2 separate regions of the Mus musculus genome follow, and region 1 is linked to region 2. Evidence: chromatin contacts called from public promoter capture Hi-C data. All regions are on one chromosome and are shown on one strand. Each heading gives the region's core, a stretch centred on a gene start, on an enhancer-like site or on the middle of the called end of the contact. The rest is flanking DNA. Distances are from core to core; before and after follow the strand shown. Region 1 overlaps Ctnnbl1 (catenin, beta like 1). Region 2 overlaps Ctnnbl1 (catenin, beta like 1).

Region 1 (3,421 bases), core at 58-2,557, 85 kb after region 2:
CAGTCAGTGCTCAAGTGTTGGCTGATTGATTGAATTGATTAATAGGGACTTTCTTCTTCACACAGAGATACAACCTCAGGTACAGGCTGAGTCTGTAAACACTGAGCTAGGCTTAGGTACCTAGGCACGCTCCTCACCCCCTCCTTCATTCTATCTGATACCTGAGGGGCACTGGGGGACTGATGAGTGCCACAGTAAGGGAGCCTTTCTTTGTGAGAGTGACAACTAGACACAAATGAAGATGCTCTACTTCTGTGTGGGAGCAGCCATGACACCACCGGAACTCTAGCCCAGCCATAGCCCCTCATAGAACCTGCTGGAGCAGATTCCAAGTGGCAGAAGAAAACCTGGGAGGCAGATACACCATCTTGAAGTTACTATCAGTCATGGCTTGTCACTGTTCCTCGTGTGGCTCCTAGGTCCCTTTAGCTTAGTGTTTCACTTAATGGCACAGCCAGGTGCTTTGTTAGAGGTGGGGGTACACACTCCGAGGAAGACCAGTAGGCACTTGAGTGTTGGGAGCACCTTGCACGTCACTGTTAGGGTCCTTGGTGTGCTTCCCCAAAGATGATCCATTATCTGCATTGAAGAGGGTGTGGAATTGGTTTGCAGTGAGGGAGAGTGATGGCTGCAGCCCCACCCCCAGCCTCCAGCAGGCTGCTGTGTGCCACCAACTCGGGCCCTGCCATTCGCTGACAAACAGCTGTCTCCTTGGTGCCAAGGCCGTTTTGCTGGGCACTGGCAAACATTCCAAGGCCATTAGTGCTCAGCAGCCTCGTGCTGCTCCAAGAGCCAAGGCAGGAGGGGCATGTTGGTGAGAGGCATTTGCTGCCAGCACTTGGGCTGTCTTGGCAGATGAAGCCACCTCATGGGTGTTGTGTCACAGAGCAACACAAGCTCCCTTTCACCCCTTCCTCCTGTTGTCCTCTCTAAGTCATGGACAGCTGCTCTCCCTGCTCCCAGTACAGACGTTCTACACCGAGTGGGAACTCCTCAGCCAGTGCTGATGCAAGCACTATTTCTAAGGCATTTGGATGGCAGTGACCCTCAGATTAGGAATGAGGGTCTAGTATTTCACTAAGCCTGAAAGGACACCCACTCTAGATAACAGAGTCAAACATTGGCTTTTCAGTGTCTCTCACCCTAACCTTTCCCTGAAAACCTCCATTTCTCTGTATGTGGTTTGCACTTGACCAAGATTCAGTGGAGAGAATCCAGTCATTTGGCAAATGTTGATAGACTCCTGTTCTGGGCCAAGTGCTGGACCAGGCACTGGCCAAAGACGAGAGGCCCAAGTGCCAATTAGAAACCTGAGTGTGGTGTGTGCTGCTGGGGAGAGCCAGGGACCCAGAGGGCAGCTCAAGCCACCCCAGTGACTCTGTGACTCTTCCACATGCACACCAAGTAGGGATGGGGTTTTTCAGTCTACTGCCAGACCCTGGGAGAGGAGGGGGGACCAGGGAGGTGGCCTTTCCCTGACTCTCTGCTCAGGACACATAGCCTCACTGGCCCGGACTATTTTTCCCCATTTGTTTTTAAGGTGTTTGAATTTTTGTGCTTGGAGAAACTGGGTAGGTAGTGGTATAACAAGTAACGCCTGACCCAGCACCAGGAACAGGCAGAGAGCCTTTGTTTCCTTTTCTCTGGGAGGTCCCTGTTAACTCCCAGTTGGTTCTCTGCCTTCCCTACACCTCCAGCCCTGTCTTCCTGCCTTGGGTATTAGAGCTAGTGCCTCCTACAAGGTCAGATCTCATTAAATATGTGCCCACCTCAGAGAAATAGTCATAAAACCCGTCCCTTCATAGCTGGTAGGCAGTGTGCTTGTTTGCTTCCTCTGTGCCTGTCATTTTGTTGGTGGTGGTGGTTGGTTGGTTTTGGTTTTTCTGAGGCAGGGTTTCTTTTTGTGTAGCCCTGACTGTCCTGGAACTCACTCTGTAGGCCAGGCTGGCCTCAAACTCAGAGATCCACCTGTCTCTGCCTCCCCAGTACTGGGACTAAAGGTGTGCACCATCACCACCCCAGCATGGTCTCCTCTTAAGATTTTCACCCTGAGCCTGAGGAAAGGACCACTGCTCCTTGAGGGAGTTCGTTGTCTGCCCCCTGGGTGTTAAGGATGGAGGGATCTGCCTACCTCCACGTTGTTCCAGAACTTTCATTTTTGCTGGTAGTGCTTAGTTTACAAAACAACAAAACCCCACACAACCCCTCTCACTGAAAATACTTGAAAGTACACACAAGTAGATTCTAATGTGACTGCAGCAGTAGCATAGTGTTTGGTTGGTGATGGGTCTTGTCTTGTTGCTTGCAGTGTTAGGAATAGAAGCCAGGGCCTTACACATGCAGGGCAAATGCTCTCCTGTGGAGCAACATCCCCAGTCCTGCAGCTGTCTGCACTAAGGAAACAAACATGCTTAGAAGCATGCATGGGACTCCTCCAGCACTAGATTATTTTAGCATTTTCAGTTCATAGTATATTACTACAGCAGTACATAACTGGAAGAGAGCGCCGTCCATGCCTTGGGCTGGTTGGTGCCCAGTGTGTTCCGGCTGTACTCAGTGTCCTTGAGATCCAGAGTGAAGTTGGACATACCCCAGGGGCTCCTGGTTAACAAGATTTGAACTTTTAAAGGCCGTGTAATGTTTCCAACTCTTCCAGCAAGCAGCAGCCCTCGTGATCAGTAAATATCCAGGGCGCTTGTCTCAGCAGATTTCACTGGGCTCCCCAAACAGGCTGAAGCCCAGAAAAGACCAGGATCCCTGTGGGTTCAGCGTACAGAAGCTGCCTTCAGAAGCAAGACGTAATTAGATAGGTGCTGGCAGGGATTTCTGAAAGAGGGAGGAGAGCCTTAGAGAGAGGCTTTTCTTTCTTAGTTCCTGGGAAAATTATACTCAGCAGGTTTATTCAATAAAGTGTTCTCACCACATACTTCTCACCGTAATGACTTACAAATTGCATGCTAATTTTGCCACAGTTAAGTCATTCTAGGCTTTATCCTGCAAAGAAAAAGATGGACTCTGTAATGAAACAGTATCCACAGGACTTGATATCTTAAGCAGACTGGCTGTTTCTTCAGCATCCAGAACTCACTTGAAGATATGGGTGAACGGGGGTGAAGGGTGGAATGAGCATGTGGGGTGCGTGACCCTGAGCGCCAGGTGGAGATCTGGTTTCTGCTGTTCTACTAACTATGCTGGAAGCTTCCAAAGCAAGCTTTAAAAAAGAGAGAGTGCATCCTGCTGAGAGTTCCTCTCAGCCCATCTTTAAGCCAGTACCTCACAGACTTTCTCAGCCAGGGAGTTTGCCAGTAGAAGCTAGTGGGGAGGGTGTCTTTTCCTGTCTCCTACTGCCCTCTTTGGACACCCACTGTTTCAGCCATGGCCCCTTTGGTGCCTCCTGCTTCTCTGACAGTCATTTCCAATC
Region 2 (3,356 bases), core at 608-3,107:
AGTTCCGTCTTGGAGTATTGTCTAGAGAAGGATTTGGAAGCCAGGGCCAGGCTGAGCGTCAGGGGAGACTGGTGCTATCAGTTAGGGGCTTCTTGGGAGAAGGAGAATGGCCATCCAGCAATAATTTGTCAGGAACTGGCTCTTACTGTTGTAAAAGAATGTTTAGCCATTGTTAACAGTACAGTAAAATTGGGAATAGACCAGAGATTTGCTTTGTGGGTAAAAGGCTAAGAATTGAGAAAAACGGCCCAAGCACGCTGGCCTATCATCAGGGCTATTTCCAGTTCAGAGGATTATGGATGACCTCTGCATACTTAAATGGCTGGCCTTTCTCTCCTCAGTCTTCTGTGAAAAGTAATATTTTATACTTATGAAATATATTTGTAAGTGCTTAACACTAATGACAGGAAAAACAATGACAAGGGATATTAACTGAGGATGTTTTAACCAAATCTAGTCTTGATGGTTTGCTCTTTATGGATTCTGGATTCCAGTGTCTGCCTGCCGTTTAGCATCTAGAACATGGAGAATGCTTGTGGCTCCCATGGGCCCTGCTTATGTTCCTTTTTTGAGGCCTCCACTTAATGAGATGGGCATCTGCACATGTAGGAGACAAACCCCAGCATTCCTGTCTGTCCAAAGCTTACAGTCCAGAAGAGAAGCCAGGCACAGAGTAACAGGAGTGGCCCAGCACAGAGGCAGTACGTACAGGCTTCCTGCTTCTTAGGAGTCTGACATTGTTCTAAGTCCTGTATGTGTTGACTGTTATCTGACAACACCCAGGGGATAGGTACCATTATTGTCCCACTTACAGATGAGGAAACTGAGACATAGACACATCAAGAAAGTAACTGAGCCAGGTTCAAGCCCAGGCGATTGGGCTGTGGAGCCTGTGTAACCGCCGTGTCCTCTCAGTCACTCTGGGTCTGGCGTTGCTCAGGGGCTGTACTTGCAGAAGCTCGTTTGCTTCTGGGAACAAACACTCCTGTCTTGTTCATCAGGCACTGTGGAGGGCATGCAGAGGTCAGGAACGCAAAGTGCTCCTGTTCCCTGTGTCTAGACAGGTTTGTGAGAAGGTTCAGGGTAGACAAGTGACAGGGACAGTATTGCAAAATGTCAGAGTCTAGATCAGCCTGACTGTGACCCGCTCTTACCTCACTAGAGCTTGTGTGAAGGGAGGAGAGGGTGGCTATTGGGAGGCTGCAGGGTCTTATTCTTTTCCTTTGGGCGGCTGACCAGTCCAGCGCCCCAGAGTAAATGGCACCCCAAGGGGTAATGGTAGCTAATCCATAAGACCGGAGGACAGAACATTTATTGCTGCCGAAGGCTTCGGGGGCCTTAGGAGGCAGCTGTGGCTGTAGGAGTGAGGGGACCCTGTAATGAGATCTGAATCCAAGATTGATTTTTATAATGAGGAAATCGATTTCCCAAGGAAACCGTGTGGCAGTATGATGTCTGGATGAGTGTACTTCTTGGTTGGTCTGCTGTCGACATTTTGACAGATTGTGTCAGTCTGGATTGTGTTGCTGTTGGCTCTCACATGCCAAGACTACCCCTTGCCGTTCAGTGACCTGCCCTGTTCTCCCCTCCTAGGTTCATGGAATCCGAGCTGGACCTCAATGACATCATTCAGGAGATGCACGTGGTGGCCACCATGCCTGACCTGTACCACCTTCTCGTGGAGCTGAGTGCCGTGCAGTCACTTCTCGGCTTGCTGGGACATGATAATACAGATATCCTTGAGATCTGTGCGGTGGAAGTCTGACACGAGGGAGCGGGTTTCTCTCTCCACCTGCCTGTCTTTGCTGATGGCTGCTGTCACAGCCGCCGTTCTCCTGCCACTCTACGCTCCTCCTTCCTGAAATGCACATTGCTCTTTACTCATGAACGCCTGAGCCTTATCTATGAGCATGCCTGGGGCAGATCCTTACCTGTCCCGGCTGACAGTGCTAGTGCACCCCTCATCCCCAGTGGTAGGTTTCCAGGTCAGGATTTGGAGGCTCCTTATTGAGGTAGGAGCAGACAGACTTGCATGTGTTGATGGAGACATCATTCTGCTAACAGATGGCTCTGTGGATTGAGGCTAGAGGAGGCAGTGAACCGTGGCAGAGTGCTTGTCGGGATGTCCAGAGGATGGGAGAGCTTGTCTGTTTTGTCCACTACTATTTTCAAGTTCCTTAAAAGAAGACTGGGTATTTCCTACTTGACGAATGAGCTTTAGACCTAAACAGACAAGGTGGGCTTGATTCCTAGCCTCATTTTCAGTAAAATTTGGTATTTTCACCTGCAAAGCTAGAGTTAAAAACCTTGTCCCTCAGTGTTATCGAAGAAATCAGAGACATTAGCTTGTCACACATAGCTCCTGGCGTGTAGTAGGCACTTACTAATGTTCCCTGTAACAAACTCTGTGTCATGACTTCTGAAACCGTTTCATACTCTGTCTCTGTTGCGGTTCGTGTGGTCGCTGCAATGTTGGTGTTCCATGTGCTGTGCATGGGGTTATGTTCGTTAAACAGAGTCTAGTTGTTTGAATCCAGATTTCCAAAGGTAAGAGATAAATGTTGTGGGTCTGCTTGAGTGACAGTCACAGGAAATCTGCTCTGCTTCTGTTAGTTTCATCTTTCTGGTGATCTCTCTCCTGAGAGCATGTCTGACTAGGCTCTTTCCTGACTGATAATTCTCACAGAAATAAATCAGTGAATAGTTTTAATGTGGCTTCTTGAAGGGCAATCTGAAGACATTGCTGATGCTTCATGTACTGTTCTTGTTAAGAATGGCTCAGCCCATCTCCAGGTTGACAGGGTTTGCTGTGGGGTTCCCAGCCAGCTGTCCCACATGGTCATTTGTCCCATATAGACACAACTGAGTGCTCTTAGGTGTGAGCTTAGTGCTGGGCCTCAGCAGCGTCCACTGTTCGGGTGCTCAGAGAGCATTAGCCCATAAGCATACTGGGTATTGTCTTAGGCCTCTTGGGCTGCTATTACAAAGAACCATGGACAAGTGGCTCATATGATTAAGAGAATTGTTTTCTGTAGTTCTGGTGTTAGACGTCCCATAAGGCTGGCGATGCTAGTATCTGGTAATTTGGGTTTCTGATTCCACATAGCCATTTTCCCCCTGTGTCCTTTCATGGTGAGAGGGTAAGGACCTTGCCAAGTTTCTTTATAAGGACATTGACTTTACCTGTGAGGCCTCTGGCCTCTTCACTTCCCGAAGTCCCTGCCTACATGAGTTATCTCTTTTGAAATTAGGTTTCAACATAGGAATTGGGGTAAACATTTGTTCTGTCTGTTCCAGGTACCTGATACAAGACTGGTTTACTCAAGGGCAGATTTAGTGATGGGGCAGTCTAGCTC

The links. Capture Hi-C pulls out chosen DNA fragments and counts their contacts.
Region 1: a contact with region 2 is called in a promoter capture Hi-C map of pancreatic islet. The contact joins two enhancer-like sites. A contact is called at or near these places in 2 of 484 Hi-C or Micro-C datasets (cerebral cortex and embryonic stem cells), 1 of 115 datasets of contacts at active chromatin or transcription factors (embryonic stem cells) and 3 of 9 other capture datasets (adipose tissue, liver and pancreatic islet).

The regions. Positions count from the first base shown.
Region 1 is chr2:157,872,619-157,876,039 of GRCm38.p6, forward strand. All of the region lies in intron 13 of Ctnnbl1 (catenin, beta like 1), which reads left to right. Among named protein-coding and RNA genes, the nearest start is that of Vstm2l, 40 kb to the right of the region's middle. Within about 2 kb of position 1,308, at least 57 of the 459 cell types and tissues checked have an H3K27ac peak or open chromatin away from gene starts, as enhancers often do. A contact at or near this core is called in pancreatic islet, where this site is marked.
Region 2 is chr2:157,787,399-157,790,754 of GRCm38.p6, forward strand. It overlaps Ctnnbl1 (catenin, beta like 1), which reads left to right. Exons shown (of 16, transcript NM_025680.4): 4 at 1,594-1,733. Among named protein-coding and RNA genes, the nearest start is that of Ctnnbl1, 52 kb to the left of the region's middle. Within about 2 kb of position 1,858, at least 11 of the 459 cell types and tissues checked have an H3K27ac peak or open chromatin away from gene starts, as enhancers often do. A contact at or near this core is called in pancreatic islet, where this site is marked.